2 separate regions of the Mus musculus genome follow, and region 1 is linked to region 2. The links are chromatin contacts, called in public HiChIP or PLAC-seq maps. All regions are on one chromosome and are shown on one strand. The core of a region is the stretch at or near the end of the contact, and the rest is flanking DNA. Distances in the headings are between cores, read along the strand shown. Region 1 holds the start of Rpf2 (ribosome production factor 2 homolog). Region 2 overlaps Rev3l (REV3 like, DNA directed polymerase zeta catalytic subunit).

Evidence for each region. HiChIP or PLAC-seq counts read pairs in DNA pulled down with a chosen protein or histone mark.
Region 1: an H3K4me3 HiChIP or PLAC-seq map of the SCID.adh cell line shows a contact between it and region 2, with 14 read pairs. The contact joins the promoter of Rpf2 here to the enhancer-like site in region 2. A contact is called at or near these places in 2 of 39 promoter capture datasets (hippocampal neurons and neural stem cells), 1 of 15 datasets of contacts at CTCF or cohesin (the NIH/3T3 cell line), 2 of 484 Hi-C or Micro-C datasets (cortical neurons and nephron progenitors), 9 of 115 datasets of contacts at active chromatin or transcription factors (the SCID.adh cell line, T-cell acute lymphoblastic leukemia, bone marrow-derived macrophages and 3 more) and 1 of 9 other capture datasets (embryonic stem cells).

Annotation. Positions count from the first base shown.
Region 1 is chr10:40,245,183-40,251,843 of GRCm38.p6, forward strand. Rpf2 (ribosome production factor 2 homolog) reads right to left here and starts at 1,857. Exons shown (of 10, transcript NM_023323.3): 1 at 1,771-1,857. The coding sequence starts at 1,793. It overlaps Gtf3c6 (general transcription factor IIIC, polypeptide 6, alpha), which reads right to left. Exons shown (of 6, transcript NM_026113.5): 5 at 5,974-6,087; 6 at 2,519-4,649. The coding sequence ends at 4,351.
Region 2 is chr10:39,845,243-39,851,613 of GRCm38.p6, forward strand. It overlaps Rev3l (REV3 like, DNA directed polymerase zeta catalytic subunit), which reads left to right. Exons shown (of 32, transcript NM_011264.3): 22 at 900-1,041; 23 at 1,427-1,671; 24 at 2,733-2,841. Among named protein-coding and RNA genes, the nearest start is that of Mfsd4b4, 51 kb to the right of the region's middle. Within about 2 kb of position 5,114, at least 9 of the 459 cell types and tissues checked have an H3K27ac peak or open chromatin away from gene starts, as enhancers often do. A contact at or near this core is called in the SCID.adh cell line and neural stem cells, where this site is marked.

The sequences.
Region 1 (6,661 bases), core at 607-3,106, 400 kb after region 2:
CTTCGAGGTTAGGTTAAGAGCAAGTGCTGCCTTTGTAGATCTGAATGTAGATTTGGTTCTTAGCACCCACAGGACAGCTCCCAACTGGCTGTAATTCCAGTTCCAGGGACCTGCTGTTCTCTTCCGGCTTCTGCGGGCATTGCATACACAAGTGCACATAAATACAAGCTAGCATTCACACATACATAAATAAAAATAAATTTAAAAAATGAGATGACGTCAAGTTAAGCGTTGTTTTTAACTTAGTATGTTTCTGCATGGTGGCCTGTAATTACAGCTCTTTAACAAATCAGGCAACTCAAGACTAAAAAAATAATATGCCCAAGATCTTCACTGCTGGCATGGAAGCCAACGTTAAAATTGTACTAGATGTAAGTTACAACTCCAATGTGCAAATAATTCAGGGGGCAGGGTATGGGGGACTTTTGGGATAGCACTGGAAATGTAAAGAAAATACCTAATTTAAAAAAAAAGAATGTAAAAAAAAAGAATTCAACTTTGCTTCTGATTTGCTGCAGTAAACATGATACTTTTCACAGTTTTCTATGAACAAAATTTCTCCTCTCTCAAATAAAAATAACCCTCCATTTCCCAGTCTTGGGACAGGTAGGGAAAGAAGAAAGAGAGAAAAAAAAGAAGGGAGGAGGGACAAAAAGAGAGCGAGAGAAAGAGAGAGAGAAAGAAAAGGGGAGGTAGGGAGGGGAGGAAGGAAAGGAAGGAGAAAGGGAGAGGAAAGAAAGAAAAAAATAAAAGAAAACCCAAAATATGCATACACCTTAATTTCCCACATAGAATTTAAAAATTCTCCTCCAATGAAATGTCATGTATAAAACCAAGTTAGGCTGAGCAGTAGTGACACATGCCTTTAATCCCAGCACTTGGGAGGCAAAGGCAGGCAGATTTCTGAGTTCAAGGCCAGCCTGGTCTACAGAGTGAGTTCCAGGATAGCCAGGGCTATACAGAGAAACCCCGTCTCGAAAAAACAAACAAACAAAAAAAAAAAAAACCCAAGTTAGTCATTTAATAGTCAGTCAAAGATGTACACATTTTATTGAGTTAAATCAAGGCACACACTGTTTTTATACACTTTACAGCCCGTGTCTTTATGCAATTTGACTAACCAGTTATCAATATAAATAGCACCTTACTAGTTAGTCATAGTAGGTGCACAAAATTCATTAATGACTAAAAAGAAACTGTCGTCTACACTACATATTTACTTAAGTAGCAGAAAACTGTAAGAACCAATGCAATAGCATTTGGGAACTCAATAAGTATTTTTTGAACAAACGTAACCATCACTCAGGGAAATGCAGAAGTGTACAAGGTTGGAAGGAAAAGAAAAATTCCCATTTTGTACCTGTTGTGGCAAACACTGCTCTCTACAGTTCTATGACACACGGCTGTTGTGACAGCTATTTTTTACAGGGTAAACTGATTTAGGGCTGTTCAAATGCCCAGAGTGACAAAACTTTGAGTCCAGTTTGTCGCCTGGTTCTTGTCAGATTCCGAGGCCACCACCATTCTCACAGCTCAGAATCTATCAGCGGCGAGGTCATAAGCCGATCACAGCGTCCGCCCTCGCTCCAGTCCACCGCCCGCGGTCTGCCACCACGGCTTCCCCAGCGGCGATTCGGGACGGAGAATCGGCCGAGCCGACTCCTTCCCAGGGACCACTAGCAAAGCACGACCGGAAAGAGCGACAGCGGGAAGACCGCGTCGGAGGTCACGGGAGACTCGCCCCCACGCCATCGCGCCCCACACACTTACAGAACTTTGTCCAAAGCATCCATAGCTGCAAGATCCCTTAGCGAATGCACGTGTACCGATTACTTCCGGGAAGCCGCCGCGAGCGCCGGAAGAGACGGTGCCGGAAGTGCGAAATACCACTTCAATGGACAGCCCGGCTGTCCGCGCTGGCGGCCATTTTGGGAAGGCATGGCGTTCCGTCTCCCTTGGTTACGGAACGTTGTTTGATTGTTCTCCGGAAAGTAAACGACTTAGTCGAGGATTTGGGAGGCAAGTGTTCCTTTTCAGGGAAATAACCAGAATGCTAGAAAGGTTGGAGGTACGGTACTCAGTTACCAAAAGTACTGCTATGAAAAGGACGCCATTAACTGGGAGAGCAGTTGAAGCAGCTTGATTAACCCCTCGCCTTCTACATGAAAGATACACGAAGAATACTGCTCATCGTGACTTTCTCTCAAGTCTCAGTCATATAACTTGCATATAGTTATATAAAATACACCTGGTAATGTGTACAATTCATTGGTTTGGGTGCCTTCACAAAGCCACTGAAGCCAGCACAGCCGTGAAGGCAGTAACACCAGCATTGGGGGAGGAGAGGGCAGAATTGAAAATTAAAAATTCAACCTCCACTCCACAATGAGGTGCACGCGCACACACACACACATCAAAGAACTCAGCATTGGGCTGCAGTCCTGGCATCTCAGTACTTTAGAAAGGAAGGCTGGAAGATCAGGCTGTGTAGGGATTTAGATGCAACCATCAACTATTATCTCATGCAATATACTTTTATTACTTCAAAGAGCTCACATACCCATCCACGAGTGGCACGGTGTTGCCTGGAATTGCCTAGTCTGCTGTACATAGTATGAATTGAATCTCATAGTGTGCAGTCTTGGGTCTGACTTTATTAAATTTTGAGTTTTGTTTTGAGACAGGGTTTCTCTACATCACTTTCTCTGGCCTGTAACTTGCTATATAGATCACCGGGATCTTGAATTCTGTGTTGTTTCTGCCACTTGAGTGACAAAAATTACAGTCATTTGCCACCACAAGTGACCTAATTTACCATTGCAAGGTCTGTGCATTTGTGTGCTCTGTTTTGGGGTGAGGATCTTGAAATGCAGCCAGTGCTGGCATAGAGCTGTTGACCGTGCTGGTGTAGAACCTGAGATGCTGCCTTTCCCTATGGACCACTGGAACTAAATGCATAGCCTACCAAGATTAAAGGCATGTCCTGCCATTCCAGGAAATCCATCTTTTTGCATATTGGGATGGATAATGGCAAGTTAGGAAGGTGGCTTCTAAATAGCTTTAAAGGCCTGGCTGGAGCTACCTGGGCAGTCTCAGTGGTATAGCACTTAACTATATACACCGTCCTAGGCACAAACTCCTGTCCAAGTCTGACCGGACTATTTAAGACACTGTCTCAAAATAAATAAGCAATAAATCCATCTGGTAAACAAACTCCTTTTCCCAAGTTCTATGAGCTGTGCTAGCAAGCAATTGAAGGTGAGAAAAGCATTGTGGGAACATTCAGTTTGTAGGCAAGTCAGAGGCGGTGGGTAACTTGGGGAACTACTTGAGATTAGCATGTAGACTAGAGATGGCACGATGGTATGGGGCTGTGGATCTGACACTAAGTCCAGGTTGACTAAGGATCAGAACTTCAGAACTGGATTAGGTTAGATGACATTGAATATGTATCCTCTAGGAACTCATCTGTGATTTAAACAAAACAAACAAAAAAACCACAAAACCCAGATATATAATATCTGTTGTACAAAAAAAAAGTCATCTGACTTATTGCATTCTTCACAGGATGACTTTAAAACACAAGAACACTTGCTGCGGTCAGAAGGCTAGAGAATTTAAGGCTAGTCTGGGTTACATATAAAAACTCTGTCTCAGGAAAAAAGGAGGGTGAGTATGGGGCAGAAGACAAGAGTGGTGATGGCCCAGCAGTTAGGAGGACTCACTGCTCTTAGGAAGGACAGGACTGCAATCCCAGCACCACATGGCTCATGGCCATCTCTATCTCCAGTTCTAAGAGGCCCAAAGTCTCTTCAGACCTCCTTGAAACTCTTGGCTCTCTTGAAACTCATTTTGTAGACTGGCTGCCCTTGAACTGAGAAATGTGCCTGCTTCTGCTTCCGGAGTGCTGGGATCAAAGGTGTGTGCCACCAACTGCCCCACATAAGTATTTTTAGGAGGGGTGTGTGTGGAGAGGGCTGTGAGGCGGCCCAACAGGTAAAGTGTTCGCTGCACAAGGCTGATGACCTGAGTTTAATTCCCACAAAGGTAGAAGGAGAGAACCTGGGGCTCACAGAGGCCAGAAGCAGGCATCAGATCTCTGGAAACTGAAGTCTCAGATGGCTCCAAACTGCCACGTATACACTAGAAATCGAATCCAGGTCCTCTGGAAGAGCATTTTAACTATGATGCTCTCTCTCATGTTCTAAAAGCTGAATTCCTGTGTGGTCCTACGTGACTCTGGTATACTAAGTCCTGACGTACCTGGAAACGCATACTGTCAAAATAACACGGGATGGTGAGCCACACACAGCTAAGCAGTAATTGCATACAAGACCACTTCTTTCAAGTTCACGACTGGTTGTTTTGAGAAACATTTCCATCTTGAGTTCCCATGAAAACAGAACTTTCCATCTCAGAAGGGGTCTCCCCTGAAGGAGCAGGGTCCTCCACTTCCGAGTGCTCCACCTTCTCCTGCTCCTGTGTCTGCTCCGCACTGCCTTTCATCTGACTCTCTTGGTCTTCCAGCTCCACAGGTTTATCAGAGGCCGGCCCTGCAGCCTCATCTTCATGTTCATGGAGAAAGCTGCAAATCATGTTGGGTCTATAGGAGAAATCATTATCCTTCATTTGCAGCCACTCTACGCCATCTAGTGGGGTCGGGGATAAACAGGACAAAAAGAAGGAAACAGAAGGAGAAAGCTCAGTCAGGACATTTTCTCTTGAACTAACAACAAATGTGGTGCAGATGAGAGCCTACACCGCCAGTGGGGATGTGAATTGTACAACCACTCAGACGTCAGCGTGAAGGTGCCCTATGAAAAAGGGTAGCACTGTCCGAGCCAGCTGTACTAATCCTGGGCACACGGAGGGAAGACCCTACAGTCAGTGCAGCAGAGACACTTGCACCTCTATGCCCACGGCTGCACTCTGCACAACAGCCAAGACACAGAACCATCCTAAAGATTAGTCGACAGATAGATAAACAAATGTAGGGAGATATAGCTTTGCACACCTCAAGTTCCTTCCAAAGGAAGGACCAAACATCTTTAATGTTTTTGTTTGTTTCTTTTTCAAAATTGGGTTCCTCTGTATAGCCCTGGCTGACCTGGAACTCACAGGCTGGCTTCAAACTCACAGATCCACCTGTGTCTGCCTCCCCAGTACTGGGATTGTAGGCCCAGACCACTGCAAGTCATCACCCCAACAGCTAGAAAAAGTATCTCTAAAGTGTGAGTGAGTGCCTGCCTGTAGGCACAGCTAGGGCAGTGGAGGTGGTAAGAAGGTCAGAAATTCACCCAGCCTGGGTGCTAAGAGCTCCTGTCAAAACCCAAAAGTGCTCCCGATACAATGCACAATGTAAGTTTCTTAGCTATAAGTAAGAATTACATTGACACATGTAGGAAAACAGACACAACCAGAACTCACTATGTGGTGAGAAAGACACATCCTACATGCTTTCTTTAATATGTGTATGTAGGATATGAGAGTAGGAAGGGGAATCCGTGGCACAAAAGCAAAAGGAAGCTGGGCGTGGTGGCACATGCCTTTAATCCCAGCATTGGGAGGCAGAGGCAGACAGATTTCTGAGTTCGAGGCCAACCTGGTCTACAGGGTGAGTTCCAGGACAGCCAGGGCTACACAGAGAAACCCTGTCTCGAAAACCACCCTCTTCCTCCCCCCCAAAAAAGCAAAAGGAAGACAAAGAGAGCCTAAGCTGGGAAAAAGGCACAGCAACACATCCGGCGTGGTGCTCATGTCAATGTGTCATAGCTCACTCTGGCCTTGAACTCATGATCTTCAGCTGCCTTCCCCAACTGCCCAAATCACTGGGATTTCAAGCATGTGCTATCACATCCCTCTAGTACTAGGCACCGATCCCAGGGCCCCACACATGCTAGGCAAGTGCTCTTGACCACTTATCTACACTCACAGCCCAAGAGTGCCCCTCTCCAGAGAAGGAAGTGAACGAACCTATGTTTTCTTCTCCTTCCTTCTTTTCTGTCAGAAGCGTCCTTGTCATGCTCAGCTTCTTCATCGTGTGGCACTTGTACTTCAGCACCGTCTTATCAGTCCCCTCTGGATCCACTAGGACATGAAATGATCTTATTATACCGCTTCATGCCATCAGATGTTGAGGGAGTTAGTCTCAACTACTTCCTATGGGAACAGCACAGGAAGTTCCCACTGCAATTGATCACTCCTGTCCCACGTGCAAAGAAATGACAGATAACACTGACATTTGAAGGCACAATAGGTCTCACACACAAAAAACTCTAAGGACAGAGACACGTAAACACAGAGACTAACGCAACAAGGTAGGGTTCCTAACATGGGAAATGGGGCTTAGGAGTTGGCCCGCAGAGCACTGTGTCTACAGTCCTATCGCCCAAATGAAGGATCAGAATCAAATGTCCTTCTTGAAGCTCAATGCTTGAGTGGGGATGTTCTCAATTAGGTAAACCTGAGGGGAAAAAGAAAACTGCTAAATATTGGTCCAAGAACAACTTTTAACTAAAAGACCGTGGGCCCAGACGGGTTAGGGACTAAGACTCTGGACCAACGACGGGAAACACCAGAAACTTCCACACCCCCGCTCGGCCAAGTGTTGGCTCCTACTACACATCGAGCGAAGTTAGTTGAAGATGACACACTCCACTTT
Region 2 (6,371 bases), core at 3,864-6,363:
AAATGATGGGAAAGATGCAAAAGATACTGCATTTAAAAAACAACTCATGTGTGTGGAAAAAAAAAACAATTTTATTGGAAATACTTTTAAAATATATTCTGATCCTGGTTTCCTTCTCTCCCAGCTCCTCTCAGATCCTCGCCATTCTCCCACTTACCCAGATTCACACTCATTCTCTCTCTCATGGTTTCTAGTCATCTTCCATTCCCTTTTGAGGAACCTCAGGGAAGTGATGTAGAACTACAGTAAGGGCTGAGTGCTGATGGTTCACACCCTTGACTCCAGCACTTGGGAAGCAGAGGCAGGTGGAGATCTAAGTTCGAGGCCAGCCTGGCCTACATTATTATTTCCAGGACAGCCAGGACTACACAGAGAAATTCTGTCTTGGAAAACAGAACAAAACAAAGCAAAAAAGTAAATAAAAAACAACAACAACAACAACAAAACAAAGCCTACATTAAGGACTAGATTTTGGTATTAAATCTTTACAGAGAAGTTGGTTATCGCTCAGTGACAGCTCAAGGAAAAAGTAATACATAAACCTATAAATAACATTTATATTCAACTTAACACCATAACCTACATTTGATGATTTGTTTAGGGATGGTAGAACTGTTCTAAATTCATATATTGCCACCTCTAGTTAGGTATTATCCAGGATAAATAAACCCTTTTTTTGCTAAGTGAAATAGAGAACTGGGCCTGGGTTATCAAAAACTCAAGGGAAGTTTTGAAACAAGTTATCTTATAATTCCTTATCATAAGTACTAGTTTAAATGTTGTCTTGTTACTAGTTTCTCCTTGTACTGTTCTGACATACTGATGTAAAGGTTCATGTTGTGACGGCCCCTAAGTAACCCCACTTTACCTGTATTCACGCATGCATTCTCTTTCGACAGATGGAAAATGGTTGATCATTATGTCAGCCGTGTCCGTGGAAATCTCCAGATGTTAGAACAGCTGGACCTAATTGGGAAAACCAGTGAAATGGCCAGACTTTTTGGCATTCAGTTTTTACATGTATTAACAAGAGGTTCACAGGTAGAAATTTTTCTTGTACACTTTAAAGCTCTACACAAGTGAGATACTTGGTTTTGACCTCTTTGAAATGATTAGATTTTTTTTAACTTTGTATCTGTTATCAGTACTTGAGTAATTGAATCTTGTAGTATCGTTAAAAGCGCCCCTTACCAGCAGGGAAACCAAGAAAGACGATTTCTCCCATGTTTTACGCTTTACGTTTTTATAAGTTTGGCATTTTCTAAATCCTAATCGATATTCTTAACATAAAAATAAAGGTTCTGTCAATCTAAGTGACACCTGGAAATTTGACTAAACAATACTTAACAGATGTAGAAAACCATACATACATTCATATATGTGAACAGTATATTTTTATTTAAACAGTATCCTTTTCTCTTTGCAGTACCGTGTGGAGTCAATGATGTTGCGTATTGCCAAACCAATGAACTATATTCCTGTGACACCTAGTATTCAACAGAGATCCCAAATGAGAGCCCCACAGTGTGTTCCCCTCATTATGGAGCCTGAGTCTCGTTTCTATAGCAACTCTGTTCTTGTTCTGGATTTCCAGTCACTATATCCTTCAATTGTGATAGCATATAACTACTGCTTTTCCACTTGCCTTGGCCATGTAGAGAATTTGGGAAAGTAAGATTTCTTTCTTATGTTTACAGCCATGTTATAGTACTTTATTTGCATTAATATTATAGACTTTCTTCACTGTTTTTAAGAATAAGATGAATTGGAATGTAGCCCAGCTAACCCATTTACTGCAGTTGTCTTACTAATGGACATGAACTGTGGTGTGATTAGTTTAGCTTTGTAGACAGATGGCTCATGTGAGGAGAGCCGTGAGCAGAGAGAGAGAGACGCATCTTCTGTTTTATTCTTCATGGATATCAGTAGTCTTCTTTAGAATGAGATTTTGTTTGTTAAATCAGCTTCCGTTGCAGCACTTTGAAATTAATGATTCCAGTCATCAGTTCCTTCTGTCTTAGAAACATGCTGTGATTTTTCAAATGATTGACAGTTTATTAATTCAGGTTAAACAAGAGTAATGTTTTAAATTGTCAAAGGAGTGGATGTTTTTCTTAATTTCAAGAAATATAGAATCTTCTTTTTAATTATTTTGTGTACTTGAGACCACATCTAGTGATCCAACTCTCATAGGAAACACTTGTGGAAGCTGTATCATTATTTGTCTTTTATTAAGAAGAAAATTTGAAATTACCTTATACTTGAATTTTTCCTTAGGGAGTTTAATATAACATGATTATATGTTGAGTTGAAATTTTGTATTTGAGTGTGTATTTAGTCATAAGTAGTAAAGTACTGCCACTTAGAAATGCTTGTTTGGTGGGATGGTGGTGACACATGCCTTTAATCCTAGCACTTGAGAGGTAGAAGCAGTTGGGTCTCTGAGTTTGAGGCCAGCCTGGTCTACAGAGTGAGTTCTAGGACAGCCAGGACTACACAGAGAAACACTGTCTGGAAAAAGTAAAAAAGGAAAGAAAAGAAAGGAAAGAAAGAAGAAATGCTTCTTTCTATAAATCGTACATATATGAAGAATTTTTGTTAATAAACCAAATAATCATATTGCCAGTTACATAAATTCATGTTTTCATTTCTGAAAGAGAAGTTGTGATTAAATTTTATAAATGTCTAAAAGCTCTGAGAACGTCTCTGCTTAACATCTTCTTTCTTAACAGGTATGATGAGTTCAAATTTGGCTGTACCTCTCTAAGAGTACCTCCAGATTTACTTTATCAAATTAGGCATGACGTCACAGTGTCCCCCAATGGAGTAGCTTTCGTCAAGGTAATACTCGCTTGTAAATGAAAGGAGTCAACTGTGGCTTACCTTTAAGAAAGCAAGTCGTGGTTTGGGTATTGTTGGCACATAAGGCTATACTACTTGAAGACTTTTCTCTCATAAAATCAAAACCAAAATCTTCTGGGAAACAATTTTGAAGAAAAATAACCATCTTGCTTTGGTTAGACTTGGATTTAACTAATGAGCTATTGAGGGGAGTGCGTGTCTATGGCATCTACCTCTGTAGAATCTGGCAGACATGCTTAGAGTCTGATGGTCAAAGATGTTAACTGGTAAAGAGTTCAGTTGCTTTAGTGTATACAGCCTTCAGCTGTTCCACATTATTTTAAATAAAGTCGATGCTATCTTAGATAGAATGAAACTAACATTTAATAACTGCATTCTTTAAAAAGACATTCAAACTAACAAGAGCCCTTTATTTTCTATATACTTTCTCCTCAAGAAAAACTGAAGAAATCTTTCTAGTTGAATAAAGAAAATAGATTTCAGAAGTTGTATTACCTCTTATATGCCAACTTCATTTCTTTTCAATTTCCCTAGCAGTGAATTTATGTATACTACTGGTATGCATGGTATTTGATGGAACAGGCAGACCTCACCAACCCTCCAATTCATTCTGGTGTACTCATCAAAAATATCATTCTCTACCAATTAAGAGATGATATTGAACTTTAATTACAAGTCAGATGTGAAGAAATTTTTTAGCAGTAAGTTCGTGGTATATTTCTTTCTTAGAGATTTTTGGAATAGACTATCCCCAGCTTTTGGTGTAGGTAAAGTTGGAGAAATTGCAATTGATTTGTTTTGATGGGTTTTTTTTTCTCCCATGTTTAAAAAAATCCATTTTAAAATAGCATTTCTACATATTTGGTCATGGTTCTTTTTGTATTATATCTTAAAATATTATGCCTCCATGAGAAAGAAATCAGGAAAGCAATCCTATTCTTAATTGGGGAATGGAACCCTGGGAATAAACCTCACCAAAAAAGTGAAAGGCCTCAACAATAAAAATTGCAAAGCAGTAAGCAGGACATGGTGGTGCATGCCTTTAATCCCAGCACTAAGGAGGCAGAGTTACGCAGGTATCTATGAGTTCAAGCTAGCTTAGTCTATAGAGCTCGTACCAGGCCAGCTAGGGCTACACTGTGAGACCTTATCTAAGAAATAAAAATTATGAAACACTGGAGAAAGAGACTGAAGAACAACAAGATGGGAAAACACCACTGTATGAAAGAGTTAATATTGTTAAAATGAAATAATGTCAAAATTGAACTACATAATGCAGACCCTGTGAAAGTACCTATGACCTTCACAAAACTGGAAGAGAAAAAAAAAACCCTAAAAGTCTTATGGAAACACAAATGATATCAAATAGCAAAAGCCAATCCTAAGCAAAAAAGAGTGATGGTGGAGGGGAGGCCTCAGAATACCTAATGTCAAATACACTGACAAAGCCAAAGTAATAAAAGCTTGATAGTATAGGATTAGCATAAAAAGAACACAGACCAATAGAATAAAATTGGCAACCTAGAAATAAACCTGTTTGTCTATGCCATCTTATTCTTGACAAAACTGCCAAAAAATATATATAAGAAAAAAAGTCATGTCAACAAACAATGTTAGGAAACCTGATTATCCATATGTAGAAGACTAAAACAACAACCCTCTTACCATTCATTCAATATAGAAGGCATCGAAAGGGCTATGCAGCTCAGTGGTTAAAAGCACTGCCTGTTACTTGGTTTTAATTCCTAGCACCCATCTGGTTTACAACTGCTTGCTAGCCCAGTTCCAGGGGATCTGGGCTCTCTGAGCACCAGACATGTACATTGTGCTCAGACAGATATACAGGTAACAGTTTCCTGAGTAAGACTCAAAACTTGAATTAACCAATGGGATTCCAAGGCTTCTTACAGCAAAGTAAACAATCAGGATTAATCACAAGTAAAGATATAGCCTGGATCAGGATGTGTCTGAAATATGTAAAGGACTCAAGAAACCGAATACCAGATGAGCACACAATCCAGTCAGTAAATAATCTTCTTTGTGATCACAAAGAGATAGCAGTGGCCAAAGAAGAATAGGAAGGTCCCAGGTGTCTGTGGCCATCAGGAAGTGTAAGTTAGACTGCACTGAGACTTCCTCACCACAGTCATCGAGGCTGTTGCTCAGGAAATAAAAAAGGCCAACACGTGTGAGAGCAGAAAGGGGCCTTGTTCTCCACAGCTGGGTAGGAGGGTAAATGACATGGCTGCCATGGAAATGCTGTGAAGGCCTTTCAGACTAAAACACCACTAGCATGGAATCCAACATCACTGCTTGGGATAAACCAGAAAGTCCGAATACAAAAGAGCTTACTTGCTTATTGCTGCACTGCTCACAACAGCTAAGCAATAGGATCAGCCTGGACACCCATCTTACTTATCAGTCGACAAGTGGATTAAAAAGTGTGATATATATATATATACATACATACATACATACATACATACATACATACATGTATGTATGTATGTAGTATTTGGCCATAATGAATAGTAAGGCATATCATCTGCAGGGAAATGAATGGAACCTGAAACCCAAACACAGACACCGCTTTGTCTGTTACATGTGGAAGGTAGAGCTTGTAGTAGAGCACCTGAAGTAAGCAGGATCTGCTAGGAAAGGCAAAGGCAAGGAGATCATAGAGAGGACGGTGGGAAAGGGCTGGACAATGATGACAATATAGTAGTATATAAGTATAAAGGTTTTCACAGTTGATACGAACTAATAATTAGAGGTTTTTAAATGATAAAACAAAGGGAGAGTTGGGCTGGCTTCTAAAGGTACACCAAATGAATTAGAGACTGACCTACGTTTTCTGTCACATGTGTGGGTGTTTGCTTAAGCTCCCTTCAATAGCATCTTAAAAACCCCATTTACATTTTGACCTAGTATGTAAAGTTTAAAAATAATTTTTTTAATATTCAAAAGTGTGATTATCCTATAACTGAAGTTTTAATTGTTCAGGTTGACATGCGTTATTTTGCACGTGTCTGTGAATCATCAGTTAATACTGTTTTGTGGTTTTTCATTCCTACCAGAGTTCTCATAAATCCTCCCTAGTCTTGATTAATACAAATGATTTTTTTTTGGCAACAACAAATGTTATCACTTCATTATTCATCCCCTCTTCCAGATTGCTAATAAATGTAGGCCGGAGGGGATGGCTTAGTGCTCTAAGCATCAGATTTGAAATACCTAGAGTCCCTGGAACTGCAGGTTTGAATGTCAGCAGAGTCAACCCAGCTCATCACTCTTCCAAGGTAGATAAATGGAGTTCCCTGCAGAGCACTGTGTGGGGTCGCTAGGGTGAGCGCTTTACCAACTGAGGTGGTTTATGACTGATACAAGGCCCATGTGTCTCTCTAGAAGGATGGGGGTCTCGATCAGAGTTTGAACAGCATTTCCCTCTGAGTTTGTTGTATGGCTATCTATGTACTAGTTGACATCCTGCTTCCTGGAGTTCTCAGAGC